Regions from separate parts of the Mus musculus genome. Here region 1 is linked to region 2. Evidence: chromatin contacts called from public Hi-C data. All regions are on one chromosome and are shown on one strand. The core of a region is the stretch at or near the end of the contact, and the rest is flanking DNA. Distances in the headings are between cores, read along the strand shown.

Region 1 (7,091 bases), core at 2,421-4,920, 580 kb before region 2:
CCAAAGGGGGAAACACCTCAAGGAGAGCAATTGTTCTCAGCTCCATGGTAGTAAAATCAAACCAACAAACAACATGGCGGCTTTCATTTGTGATCTATGTAAGTAGTTAAAATTGTCAACATATCAAATACTGGCAATGGGGAGAAAAAAGAGGGATCTCTCATGTATTGCTAGGCTCTGTGTATAAATGGTATATATGCCATAGTAGCAGCCATTTGGGATTCAGTAGGACTACAAGTGTTCATACTCAGGGATTCAAAGCTTCCATTTACAAGCTTGTCCTAAAGAAATTCTCCTTAATATTTCCAAGGATGTGGAATGCAGCCGCCAGTTAGGAGAAGCATCTGTAATTCTTTAATTCATGTAAAATGATGCTTGGAAAGGCTGTGGTAGAGAATGGAAAAGTAGAAAAAGGCCCAGACTAAATAAATGCAGTTGACCCTTTGTGTCTGCACAACCTGCACGTGAGCAGCCACAAGTTTCTACTTCCTGAGCTGGAGTCTAAAGTACACAGGTCTGTGCCTCATTCAGATGGGGGGTGGTATTAAATCAGTAATAACCATGTGTTTATTTGTTTGTTTGTTTGTTTTTGTTTGGTACACAGGCGGTACATAGTAATGGAAGCAATGCCAAACACGACAGAAAAGTATAAGATAATTTTAAAGAAACCTCTGACTAAACACTCTGTAAGATATTGCTCTCCCAGTTCCCATGCCCATGAGGTACTTCAATATTGCTCTTATCTGCAGATAACAATGAGTACTCCAGGTGTAATGGAGCAGCCTCGTCGGAATCCTAGGAATTCACTCTTGAAACCTCCATCAGTGATTCTGACAGACTTTCAGATTTGAAGACATTCCCACACCAAAAACTATCTTCCAGTGAAACCTGTCCTGTACGTGCAGAGAATCGTCCATTTTAATTTTGCCTGTTGTTACTGGCATGGGTTTGTTTGGCTTCAATCCATCCATGCCTTTTCCTCCCAGCTTCACTTACACGCTTCTTCACTTTAATTTTTTCATGACTTTTTCCACACGCGTGGTAAAATTTTACTGATTAGAAGACTGTATTAGCAATCTGGTATTAACAATCTGATTACTTTGTGGATTAACCACATAAGCCTATATACAAAAAGTAATTTGCTGGCTAAGTATGCTACCTTTACCAGACCATGTAATGCTTTATTTCAAGACATAGATTCCTGGACTATCTGTAGCAAATAACATGAAGCTTTCGAACCCTTTATGGAATGTCAAGGACAATTTCATGAATATGACAAATATTCAAAATTTACATACATAATTATGTGCCCCTGCCTACTCAGTTCAAGCATTTAAAAAATCCCACTGTTAAAAGAAATCAATATTTGATATAAAGAAAATTGCTACCATCAATCTATATGGGAGAAATGTACTTGAATAATTGTCCAGTCTAGATTATAGTGAAGATCAATAAATTACGTCCCAAGTTTTAGACTACCCAAACCATAGGATGGCAAAAAGGAAAGAAAGAAAGAAAGAAAGAGAGAGAGAGAGAGAGAGAGAGAGAGAGGGAGGGAGGGAGGGAGGGAGGGAGGGAGGGAGGGAGAGAGAGAGGGAGAGAGAGAGAGAGAGAGAGAAAGAAAGGAAGGAAGGAAGGAAGGAAGGAAGGAAGGAAGGAAGGAAGGAAGGAAGGAAGCAGGAAATGAAAATGACCAAAATAAGCTTAGATGCAGCTGTTGTGGTTAAAAGAAAAGAGGTTGGGAAGAAAAGCAAGGGGTATCTTGCTACACTAAAGACTGGGAGTTAAGAAAACACAGTTTAAAACTGCACCTAAGCCATAAAAACAATAGTTACATAACAACTCAATTTTTAACAGAAACATTGTTTCCTCCATAATCTTGAAGATAAATTCTGCTACTTAAAAAAGGTTCCTATTTGAGGTAAGAGCCAGGTAACTGCCCTCTGATTTCTTAGTCCTTAATACATTTCAAGAGGAGTTAGTTAGTTTGCCTTAGTTGCACTTTTAGAGGAGACTATATACATTCACACAAATGTGTGTTCATCTGTTTGTATGTGCATCTATGCACGCACATGTGCATATTTATGTGGGCATGTGTGAGTGTGTGCCCGTGCATGTGCATGTGTGTGTGTGTGTGTGTGTGTGTGTGTGTGTGTGTGTGAGAGAGAGAGAGAGAGAGAGAGAGAGAGAGAGAGTGAGAGAGAGAGAGAGAGAGAGGTCAGCTCATACCTTACTGCATTTAAGTGCATCAGGAAAAGTGGCTCACTTGCTGCTCTCCCAGCTTCCCTGCCCCACCGGATTACTCTTGCCTTAGTAAACTCTTCTCATGCCCACTAACTTGGTTTCAGGCTTTCATTTCCTGTCCACTGAGAGCCGTGCATCTGTCTTCCTGCTCTTTGTTGTTCTCTAGAACTGTATATTTCTTTGCCTTCCTTCTAAGGTCTTAAATGTTGTGTGGGCCCAGTGGCTTCTCCTTCTTTGGGTCTCAGGAGCTTCAGGGCGTGTATTCACTGCTCCATCCCCGTAGCTCTGGCAATTTAATTTAGAACCTTACACACGCCTCTAATCTATATCCCTGGCCTCCCTCTTCTTTTAAACCAGTTTATACAAGGTTAATCCTATTTGATCAAAGGAGTTCTGACACAGTCTAAAAGGCAATATTTCCGTGACTATTTCTACATCATCTATCTAACTCACTTAGTATCTGTTCGATTCAGCAGTTCTCCCCACCGCCCCCTTCCATGGGGCTGGCTCTTAGAGATGATAAGACAGAAAGATTCTATGTGGAAGCTTGACAGGCAGTCCATTACATGACGAACAGTGGTTCTTCTCACAGCGCTGGGTCCATGTCTCTGGGGAGTAGACATTCTACCGCTGTGCTTCTGCCTATAAACTAAGATTAATGGTGGCATTTCTCCTCTAAGAATTTCTTGGGTATTACACTAAAGGCTTATGATACCTAGTGTTAGGAATGAACTAACTACTCTTACTTAACAAAATAAAGCATTTTTTTTCTTTCTTGCTGGATTTAGTTTGCTTTCTATCAGATTTCTGCCAATCTGTAACATCCCTATGTGCTAGTGAGTCTCCTAATAAAAGATACTTGACAAGTTTACCTCATGAAAATCAGTCAAATAGTATACCAGAGTAGTATGCCTCAGGACGTTCTTTGGGAAACCTTTATTTAATGAATGTGATGGTGATGATGGTATCAATAACAATTACAACAACATAATAAACACATTCTGAACCAACATACGGGCACTAGTTCAGCAGATATTTAATTTTAGGGTTGTGCATTGTAGCTTCATATTTAAATATGGATTGTTCCACCAATCACAAAGCAAAGAAACAAAAATACTCAAGGCCTATGTTATTATGAGTTTTAAAACCTCTTTGAAGAAAACAAACTACATGATTGATTCTAAAGTGAACATGGTAAAATTGTTCAAAAAAGAAAAATCATCTAGGTTTGACATATTAATGAAATATACACTTCAAAAAGTTCCACCTACAAAGAGGGAGGGTCATTTATAATTCTGCAGTATCTGACGGCAACTTCCTCACGAACCAGGAAACTTTGCAAGTATTAAATACACTGAAGGGAGGAGGAGCCAAAGAAGGAAGTAAGTGACCAGAATGAAAAGAGGAACCATTCTCAGCTGAAGAAAGTTTGATGAAAAGTGACAGACAGAGTTGGACACTCCCAGGCTTCATGTGAGTCCAACTGATGGAAAGTTTTTGGGTAATGGAAAAAGGTAAGAAATGGATTCATGTGTAACCAAGTAGTGACATTTTGTTACTTCAAAACAACTTGTTTGGTGGTGGTGGTGGTGGTGATGGTGGTGGTGGTGGTGGTGGTGGTGTGTGTGTGTGTGTGTGTGTGTGTGTGTGTGTGTGTGTGTGTGTGTTAATGGATGATTCGGGCTCAGTCATAGTGGAGAAAACAATTTGCACGTTGCTGGTGAGGTTGGACCATGCTACACTAATCAGCCCTTTCCTGTGCCTGCCATTCTACCTGAAGGAAGTGTGCTGTCTGCTTTGCAAGGTCTACTCTAGGAAGAACTTGTGATCTGAAGACAAGTGAATAATTTTTGGTTAGTTTGCAGAAACTGTTGCTTTCCAAAGTGAGAAGAGCTTCCAAGCTGGGCAGAGCAAGTCTCATGTAGGCGTTATACTAGGGCATTTCATTACTGTTGTGATTTTTATACTAAACGATGTCTGCTCTGCATAGAACTAAGATAAATTCTTTCAGAAACAAAGAGGGAGCCTTTTGCTTCTCTGACCCTGCCCAGGGGACAGCAGCCAATCATGCAGAAAGTCCCATTCTGTTCTCTTGGAGGCCTAGCACATTCGAAAACAGATTCAGTGAAATTTCCTCTGGAAATGCATCTCACACATTCTGGATAGGGTGTGTGCAATTATTTATGCTACAACATATTAAGATCCATTCTCATTTGCCCATAAAGGAAACGAGGCTTTTATTTATAGAAATCATTAGGCAAATATCTGTATGTAGCCTTTGTATCATGTCTGCCCTTGTAAGAGTGAGAGGACTTCATCATCTATAGCTCTATTAATTTTAAGCTGGTAGATATGATAGTGTACTTTGTTATGACTTTTCATGCCTACATCATTACGTCTTGCTCATAATTGCTTACGCTTACTGACTACCACCATTCTGTATGCTATCTTTATCATTTTAACTGTAGACAATAAAATGTGCTGGTTTTGACACAGGGTGTCATTCTGTATCCCATCTAGCCTCGGCTTCCCTGTACCAGGATTGCACAGGCACGAGCCCTTATGAACAGCTCAGACTGTTAACACTACATGGTGACTAGATAATTCTATGCTCAGCCATGCTGTATCAACAACCCTCCAGGACCCCAAGGAATTTGAGAGATATATGGATTGGAGGTGTTTGTCCCTAAATAGTTATCAAAGAGAGTTTATTATAAGCAAGCTACACGCTATGCTCCATTTGTTCATATAAAATGCAAAACTGAACCTTTTTGCCTTGGTATAATCTGACCTTGAACAGATTTCTAAGAGGTCGGCATTAGAAATGTGCCCTCACTGAGGGCAGGGAACTGCTTTGTGGGTTTTTCCTTGCTGTTCATTGTTGTTAGTATGGCTAGGAATGAATCCCTCTGTCTATTAGCAGATATTTAGTGTACTAGATCTCCTGTGCTTAGTCCCAGTGCCAGTGTCTAGGAGATAAATACAGCTTACTCGTTGCTAGGGAGTTATTATCTAGAATCCTCCATTTCATCTTCTGTAAGGTGAGGATAGCAATAGCATCCCACATGAATGCTCTAGGGTTAAGTGTGACAATCTACAGGAAAGTGACTGAAATCTGATTTAAGATATGCCCCTAATTAAATATGATTGTTGGTGATGCTCAGTAGACAATGGTAAGAAGTATTATAGTCACTGTTAAACATATTGAACATATGGGCTGTCACTATTCCTGTGTCTCACTTGAAACATATAATAAGAATACTTGGTGGATATAATCGCAGTAGAAAATTCTGTCTGATGGAATACTTTGTGTCACCTTCCTTGATACTTTAAAGGTTCAAGGGAACACTTCAAACATCACCTCAACTAAGTGAAAATCATTTGTTGCATTTGTGATTAAAAGTGTTTACAAAGATATGTTACTTCACTTTTAAAAGATCTCTTAAATAAACTTCAGAATAATCTATACACCCTTTAAAATCTTCCCTCTTAAAGTGTCAGTTAAGCTGAATTGAGTGGCTGAATTTGGGAGTCACTTAAAAAATGCTCTCTTTTATTCAAATAAATAGTGACTGGGTTCATTTTCTGTACTAGGTGTTCGAATTTGCTCTAGGAATCTAAAGATGAAAAGAGCTGAGTCCTGCTGCTCTTGAGACCAGGTAGGAGGGAAGAATTTCCTTACATTTAGGGTACCACTCTCTGCTAGAGAATGAGCTAATTATTTTAAGACTCTAGAGGGAGGAGTAACTAGGGAGTCAACACAGCCTCTGTCCACTCCAAAGGAGGATGGCCAGGCTTCGCAGAGAGGCAGGAAGCAATGGACAGAGCACACATGGATAGTTTTATCCTGTTCCTCCCAATGCTGGGAGAACCTTACATTTTGCTTAAAAGTCATCGACTAATATAAACAACTATGCTTGGGCAGGGGTAGATTCCTCACTCTCGTTTCAAAACAGCTCGTGCTATATTCAATATCAAAAGCAAGAACTGACAATACGGACGTCTAACACATTTGATAGATGTGGTAAATTTATAATCTCATGAGGTACTAAGAATACAGTTAATATATTTTTAATTTATAGCAGGTTTCTGGACGGCACCTCCCTTTTCTTGAGGTTTCTGCTGTGCTGTAATTCTCTGCTCACCTCGGCTTCATTTTGTGATCCACCAAGGGTAAAGGAAGTGGAGAGGACTAAAAATCCACCCCCCTCCCTCCAATTCAGCTCCAGTGTACAGGGATGGTGATACAGTAATCGGTCACCTTCAGAGACTGAATTTGTTCAGTCTCACGTCGTCCAGTTGCATCGGGACTTTGCCAGTAATGTCCTTTGAGATCTGGAAGAGAAATGCCTGCAGGAGCCTTCCACCTCGGTTTTGAACCGCAGCCACCACGGGCGACCAGAAACTGCCTCTGCTTGTGCCTGTGAATTGATTAACCACACCAAACCACGGAACAGCAACTGTGCAGAAATGCTGGAATGCTTTGAGAGTTCTCCGGTGGCTGTGGCTGTAGGCGTTTCCCTCCTAGTCCTCTTGCTGCTCTGTGGGATTGGATGTGCTTGGCACTGGAATCGCAGGGAAAGCACACCGTTTACCCTACCGAAGTTTATGCAAAGGAGAAGCAGCAGGCAGAAAGACGTCACAAAAACCGTCAGCTCGAGTGCCTACGTGATTAGCCCAAGCATGAAAGCCTCGGTGGAAAGCAAAGGCCACAAGTCTACTGCCAAGAGAAACAAGATGCATGGCAACTATGAAAATGTGGAAGTGTGCCCTCCCTGCACTGAAGGGACAACTGAGAAGGCCCTGTATGAAAACACGCAGCCGTCTAATCTCGAGGAACACGTCTA
Region 2 (7,183 bases), core at 2,074-4,573:
AAAAAACAGCAACAACAAAAAAGTGTTTCTATACTTTTATCTTTTTCACATAAATTGTTAAAAAAATAAATACAAACAAACAAACAAAAAGAAAACCTTTTTCTAATGAGAATTTCAATGTTATTTAATGTTTGGGATGCTTTATAACATCTACATACTTACAATGTTTCCTTCTATGTGACTTCGTTCTTTTAAATGGCTTCCTCTGAACACCGCTATGATCTATTGCAGCATCTCTGTTGCCCACCCACCACCACAGGTTAAGGGACATTCTCATGTACATGGCCCACACCGTTTCCAGCAGTCATTCTCAAGAACATTATCATGTATGTTCCCATATTGAAAACCGATTGATAGCCCCGAGTTTGGCCTTCAGAACCACACAAACATCTAAGGAAAAAAACCACCACCACCACCACCAACAACAACAACAAAAACAACTGATGGCATTGGGGGTGAGGTTTCAGCTCAGTGGTAAAGCTCATGGCCAGCTTGCAGAAGGCTCTGGTTTCAATCCCAGCAACACAAGACCAACCAAAGAACTTACTGAGGATTTTCTATGTCCCACACAATGAGACCAATGCTGCTTATATGGAGCTCCAATAAGGTCATGCAGATCCGATCTACCTTTGCAGCCACAAGCTGAGTTGCTAACACACTTTGAACTGTCCTTTTCTGTCTCCTATTACCCGGTCATGCTTCCATATCTCAGTCTTGTTGATTTCTGGTTTCAGGTAATGTTCCCCTAACGCCCCTACAGAGAACACCATATTCTTTCCTGTTTTGTTGTCGTCATTTCTTTTTCTTTTTTCTTTTTAGACCAAGTCTCACTAGGCTGGTACTCTCCCAGTGTAGACAAAGTTGTCTTTGTGGAGATCCACCTGCCTCTTTCTGAGTGCAGCAATGAAAGCCAGGCCCAGCCACCATATGCATTAGAAGTGCTAATAGCAAGCCCAGGGGCTCACATATGTTGATTGCTGCCCCTCCCCCAAACCAGAGCCCTCACCCCACGCCCAGAGTTCCCCAGGCAGAACTGTCTGCATCTCAGTCTCACTCATTGTGCTTTCCCTCCTGCCTTGTGAGTTCTTTGAAACGAGCAGTTACGCTTTACTGTGTTCCCCACGATTCACAAGGGCTAGAAAGTGAAAACGACCATTGACCAGATGAACAATCCCAACATAGAACGAATACATTCTGGAGACGAAGCGTTGTGCTCACCACTAACTTAAGCTCAGAACTGAACAGGGCTGTACTTGACCTTTGGCTTTGCCAGCTAAAGGAACCTTCAGCAGCATTCTATTCTTTCAACTAACAAAGTAGCCAAACCAGACTCAGACGAATCACAGTTGAATTGATTATGGCATGTCCTTTGTCTCTGCTGTTGTAATTCCACGTACAAGTACAGGTTCTACCAATTCCTGGTGAAAAAGTCAGGTAGTGTGTGTGTGTGTGTGTGTGTTTATAACTCAATTGTCTAAACAAAAGCCTGAGACAGCAATGCAAGCTATGAAGCAAGCAAGGAAGAAAATGGCTTCTTACTAGTCTATTAAATACTTCAGCTAATAAAAGAGCCATGCATACATGTCGTCAGACAAATCTCATTTTCACTAGGAGTCTTTTTATTAGGGAGGCAGGGTGCATAAATTAACTGTTTTAGCTTTAAAAAAAAGTCAGAATACCTAGGCATTCATTATATATATATATATATATATATATATATATAATTGTATATTATATATATATCAAATGTATAAGCAAAGGCCACCAAACAGCCTGTCTATAATCGTGAGCATGTGTAATCTTTATTAAATTTTCATTAAAGTTATTAAGCATGAAGCATCAGCAACATTTCAGGCACACCCAGAAAGAGCCCACTGAGCACTCCTCTGGAGTGACAGGTCCCTTGGCACTAGATTTTCTCTTACTACAGGACAATTTAAAAGGTGATACCAGAAAGCCAGTGATGAGGGGGCGGGGTTTCTCTGAAGATGGCTCGCTCTGCTGTGATCCTTATGCACTTTGCAGTTCATTGTCTCCTCAGCACCCAAGACGCTCTTACACAGGGATCTCATTTCTTGAAGGAAGCCCCACCATATATTATTTTAAATACATGTGAATATATAATATAGTATATTTTAATAAATAATATATCCTACTCTTTTTATCACGTATATGCATGGGACACAGAGACTAAAAAAGATCTAAATAATTACTAGTATCATTACTATCACACAAAAAAACAAAAAAACCCTACAACTTGGCTCCTTTTCTTTAATAAGGTGAAAGTGCTTAAGCAAATGGCCCACATCCTAAGAGAAACCATTGTTCTCTTAAATACCTTGGGTTGGTTGTGCTAACAACTTGTCAAGTAGACCTTCAGTTTTGCTTTATCCTTCAGAACAATGACAGCTGAAGACCGAGTTTCTTCCCGCTGTGTTTTGACTAACTAGCATTTGGATACTTCACTTTTAATCCTCGGGCTTCCTGACTGACAGAATTCTATTCAGAGTAAACATTCTTTTCTTGATGGGATCAAGAGCATCCAGGTTAAAATAGTTCTAAGTGGAATGGCCAGTGTTTTTTCTGGACCAGAACTCTGTGTACATGGCTTTCTGCCTGTCACTTTTCCTGTCCCCTCTACAGGGACAGAGGGAGTGTGTTGTTTTGATATAAGACCTTAGAGACAAAAGCAAAAGCCATTGTTTTAGGCTGGCTATCCCCCTACCTCTAGAATCACTACTAGATGTTATTCAAATAGCTCTAAATATGAAGGCATTTCCAGTGAGATATTGGCCCAAGACATTTTTGTGATTTTTAAGTCCATAATAGTCTAAAGCTACCTGCTACTCAGAAATTAACATTCTTTCATATTCCCTGTGGTGTCTTGTAAGCATACATTTCTTTAAACTTACTATTCTATCTAGTGTTTGCTTGTTTATGGTTGGGGGTCAGGGTTTAAGGCTTGGGCTCAGAGCAAGGATGAGGAGTTATTCCCAGTTCAGCCACAAAGTAGTGTTTTCTCTCAGCAGCCTTGGTTTTTCTCACATTTCCAATAAAGACATCCAAATAGATTTCCTTTGAGGTTTGTTGCTGCATGAAAATTCTCAATTGAATATGATTACATAAAGAAGATGATAATAGTAAACTTAAGAAGCGTAGTGCAGGTGATATTGAGGATGACAAGGTTCTGAGAGGTGGCTGCACTGCAGTTAACTTTCTTAACCTTGGTTTAAAATGAAAGGAACGTTCAAAAGTACTTTCTGTCCCGTCATCATGACTTGGTCCCCACACTCTCAGAGCTTGGGCATTTTTGCCTCTCTGCTGCCCTCTACTGGCCCCACATCCTCTTTGCTTCTGCTACGAGTAACTGGCTCCGGACCTAGGTTATACGTGATACAGGAAGCATTGAAAATGTGTGGGTGTTACCGCCTGGAACAAAAGCATCCCGAGACGTTCGGAGTGAGAAATGACAGAAGGCCACCGCAATCCTCTGTAACCTCCACTCTCCCGTGCCAAAACAGGGGTTAGGAACAAATGGGAAGCGAGGGGACAGAACTGCCCAACGGAATACTTGGGGAGCCACTTATGACCTGATGACCGGCCTTTACCCTTTCTGTAACTTATCTGCTTGCATTCTTGCAACGGTTCTGAGTGGCAGGTACTCATATCTCTGTTCTCTAGTTAGAAATTAAAGCTGGAGAGAATTGGGGTTCACCCTTGCAGGTTTTATCTGAAAGTGTCCCCACTGGCTTTGCAACAAAACAAAACAAACAAATAGACAAAAACTCCTTTCCACCCCTCCCAGGACGTGATCGTAAGGATAGATGAGCCCCAAGCGATGTGTCATCTTTTCTGGGTATCTCAAATCTCAGACAGTCAAGTATCAAGTCTCAACACCAGGATCATCACTGTTCTTGTTGGTAGCTTTTAGGTTTTTCAAGCGTACTTGTTTTTCTAGATTACTGAGAAAAGAGGCCTTTTCCCTGCCCATGTTCCCACCTCGGTTTGCAAAGCTTGGGAAGTAAATGAGACTTTCGTCAGTGGTGTGTGTGTGTGTGTGTGTGTGTGTGTGTGTGTGTGTGTGTGTGTGTTGTCTACAGTGGTCTGTAACAACGCAGCTGCTCTAAGCAGTTAATGACAGCTAATTAGTTTGCCATTCTAGATAAGCCCCAGGTCACAAACTAGTAAGAGGTACAAATGAGGCCTTCTTCACCATAATTGCCTAATTCCAGCAGATAATGATTTCCTCTCAGTGTTATGTAAAAATTGCAGAGACAACCCAGGGACTGCTTCAGTTCTGTGACCTTGAGTGAATAGACTCTCCCTTGAGTTTGGTTTGGGCACCGGCAAAGTGCTGTGGGGGAGGGGAGGTACACTGACCACGGAGAAACCAAGATTGCTTGTTGGTCACGAATCATTCCACCAGTATCCTACATTGTTTTTTTTTTGGGGGGGGGGGAGATGGTCGCCCTACCTACAAGGTAGATACAAGTACCCTCAAGGCAAAAGCATCAGAGAAGAAAAGAACATTGCCTTCTACTCGCCCCCCCCCCACTATGATTTGCCTATTGTGCACGAAGGGGGTGGGGGAAGCTCCTCTCCAGAGGGCTGCACTGTGTGTCTGAGCAAGGGTCTCGGGTTCCATGGAGTTGCGCTCACTAAGAACTCCATGCATGTGCTCACAAAATATGCCCTCAGCACCCCCAGGAAGTAGCACAGAAAAGAGGGACCCATTCCACCCGTCCATCTTTGTTTCGCCCTTTATACTGAATCTGAGTTTCTAAACAAACCAAAACAACAAGAACAGAAAACAAAGAAACAAATAAAGCGAAATGAAACAAAACAAACAAAACAAAACAAAACAAAACAAAACAACAACAAACAATTTGTTCCTTGGAGAATTCATTTTAGTAGGGAGGAATTTCTACTATTATTCTTTTGATGACAATCAAGACCCAAAGTGGTGGACTGTACACATAATAAGCCAGGACCTTGTGACATCATCATAAGCAGATGAGACAGAGAGAACCAATAGCTTAATAGTTATTAAAATGTGACCCCCCCACACACACTTGATGGAATTCTCAAGGAAGAAAACATCCGTTTTTTTCAGAATCATCTGCAATGTGGTGACCACAGATAGAGCCAGCCAGCACATTGGTCAATACATGCTCATTTTTCCATAAAGTATATTCACTGAAAATCATGTAAGGGCCTCCTCTTCCTCTTCCTCCTCCTCGTCCTCCTCCTCCTCGTCCTCCTCCTCCCCCTCTTCCTTCTCATCCTTCCTCCTCCTCCTCCTTCCTCCTCCTTCCTCCTCTTCCTCCTCTTCCTCCTCCTCCTCCCCCCCTTTCCTCAGATTATGGACAGGGGTTTAAAGAAGATACTTGAACCAAAAAATTGGTCTAACTTGGAGAATGTGCTAATTTTCTTCTGGTAGTAATTTTAGAAATCATAGGTTTTCTTTCCAGGCAATTATTTTAATGAATCAATTGAGGTTTCAAGAAACAATTAAATGAGCTCAATTTGGTCGCAAGTTCAGCAAAATGAGATCATCCTCTGGCTTGGGTTCAGTTGAGGTCAACTCTCCTATCGAACACGGACTAATAGGATAGGGATCGTTTTCTTTTTATGTTCTTTACTTCCGCTGTATTTTCGCCCCAATATCTGTGGGAACTTTTCCTGTGTGTGTGTGAGTGTTAGTATAAGCATGCATGTGAGTGTGTAGATATATATGCATGTGACACCAGACATCAATGTCTGGTATCTCTGTTAACTATTCTCCATCTGATAGCTTTAGATACGGTCTCCCTCACTGGGACCCTGGGCTTCCTGACTGAGCTAGGCTGGCAGGCCAGTAAGCCCTAATAGCACCCTATTTTAGGCACTGCTCAGGCACTAAGGTCATAGGTGTTCCGTGCCACACCCAGAGTTTTATGCAAATACTGGAGTCCTTCTGCTTGTGTGACAACACTTTATGAACTTCATTTCCTGGGCCCTGGGTCTAGTTCTAAATGAATATATATATTCATTTATACATGTGGAAGTCAGAAGTCAACTTATGAGAGTTGGTTCTATTTCCACCAAATGGGTACTGGGGGTTTGAACTCAGGTTTAGGCTTAGAAACAATCACCTTTACCTGTTGAACCTTACTGCTAGCCCCAATTCTTCTTTTTCCTGGTTTTGTTTGTTTGTTTGTTTGTTTTTGAGACAGTTCTCATTACAATGCTTGGGATAACCTCAGACTTCCTTTGTAGTAGCCCAGGCTGGTCTTGAACTTGCCATCCTTCTCCCTTAGTCCTCCAAGTATGAGGTCTGTAAGTGCATGCCAGTATGTTTGGTTTTGCCATTCCCCTTTAAACTAAGCTATGTTGCATTCAGACAAGGTGGAGAAGGCTAACACAACAACAAAGATAATACCGTATGAGCAATGAACCTTGCTGATACAAGTGTCTACAACGATGTTAAACCAAACCCAAGCACAAAGTCACCTCTGTAAAATCATGGTACACCAGAAAATATTTCCCAAGGAATCGCAGAAGCGCAAATCACAGGAGACAGCATTTCTCAACCTGTGGATGGTGACCCCTTTGAAGGTTGAATGGCCCTTTTAGAGGGTCACCTTAGATCATCAGAAAACACAAATATTTATAACACGATTCATAACCGTAGCAAAAATTACAGTTAGGAAGCAGCAGTGAAAATAATATTATGGTTGGGGGGGGTACCACCACATGAGGGACTGTATTAAAGGGAAGCATTGTTAGGAGGGTTGAGAGCCAATGTATGAGACCAGTGACAACGAAGAAAGAGACAGTGAGAACTTCATTTCTTTAAAGTTTTAGAACCATAGCATAACCTGGGTGCTAAGAACAGAGCACAGCTCTAAGGCTTCATAAACAGACAGGAGACGAAGACGCTCCCACGGGTCTCTTACCTGTGATGGTGGCTTTGTTGATGGATGGTTGGTTGCACATGGGTGATCTTCTGGCAAAGAAAGAAAACACAAAGCGGTAAATGTCGGTGCTTTTTGACTTCAGTAACCTAAGTTGTTTTCCGTCTGCCATTCTAATTGAAAGAATTATTTTAAAGCTGTGACATGAACTCAATGACGTCACTCAGACTAGCCAGTAAGGTTCTTGGATGCCCCTTCACTGTAGCTCAGACTCCAGATTGGAAATG

What was found. A called contact is a pair of places that touch in the nucleus more often than the background predicts.
Region 1: a Hi-C map of the N1E-115 cell line shows a contact between it and region 2, with 7 times the contacts expected there. The contact joins the promoter of Gapt here to the enhancer-like site in region 2. A contact is called at or near these places in 1 of 39 promoter capture datasets (the 3T3-L1 cell line), 11 of 484 Hi-C or Micro-C datasets (B cells, the N1E-115 cell line, adipose-derived mesenchymal stem cells and 6 more) and 3 of 115 datasets of contacts at active chromatin or transcription factors (astrocytes, bone marrow-derived macrophages and embryonic stem cells).

What each region holds. Positions count from the first base shown.
Region 1 is chr13:110,353,751-110,360,841 of GRCm38.p6, reverse strand. Gapt (Grb2-binding adaptor, transmembrane) reads left to right here and starts at 3,670. Exons shown (of 3, transcript NM_177713.3): 1 at 3,670-3,758; 2 at 5,839-5,903; 3 at 6,327-7,091. The coding sequence starts at 6,715. Gm41058 (a long non-coding RNA gene) reads right to left here and starts at 2,398. Exons shown (of 3, transcript XR_873950.2): 1 at 2,230-2,398.
Region 2 is chr13:109,772,436-109,779,618 of GRCm38.p6, reverse strand. Pde4d (phosphodiesterase 4D, cAMP specific) reads right to left here. Exons shown (of 17, transcript NM_011056.3): 7 at 6,939-6,988. Among named protein-coding and RNA genes, the nearest start is that of Mir1904, 130 kb to the left of the region's middle. Within about 2 kb of position 3,323, at least 125 of the 459 cell types and tissues checked have an H3K27ac peak or open chromatin away from gene starts, as enhancers often do. A contact at or near this core is called in B cells, the N1E-115 cell line, bone marrow-derived macrophages and 2 more, where this site is marked.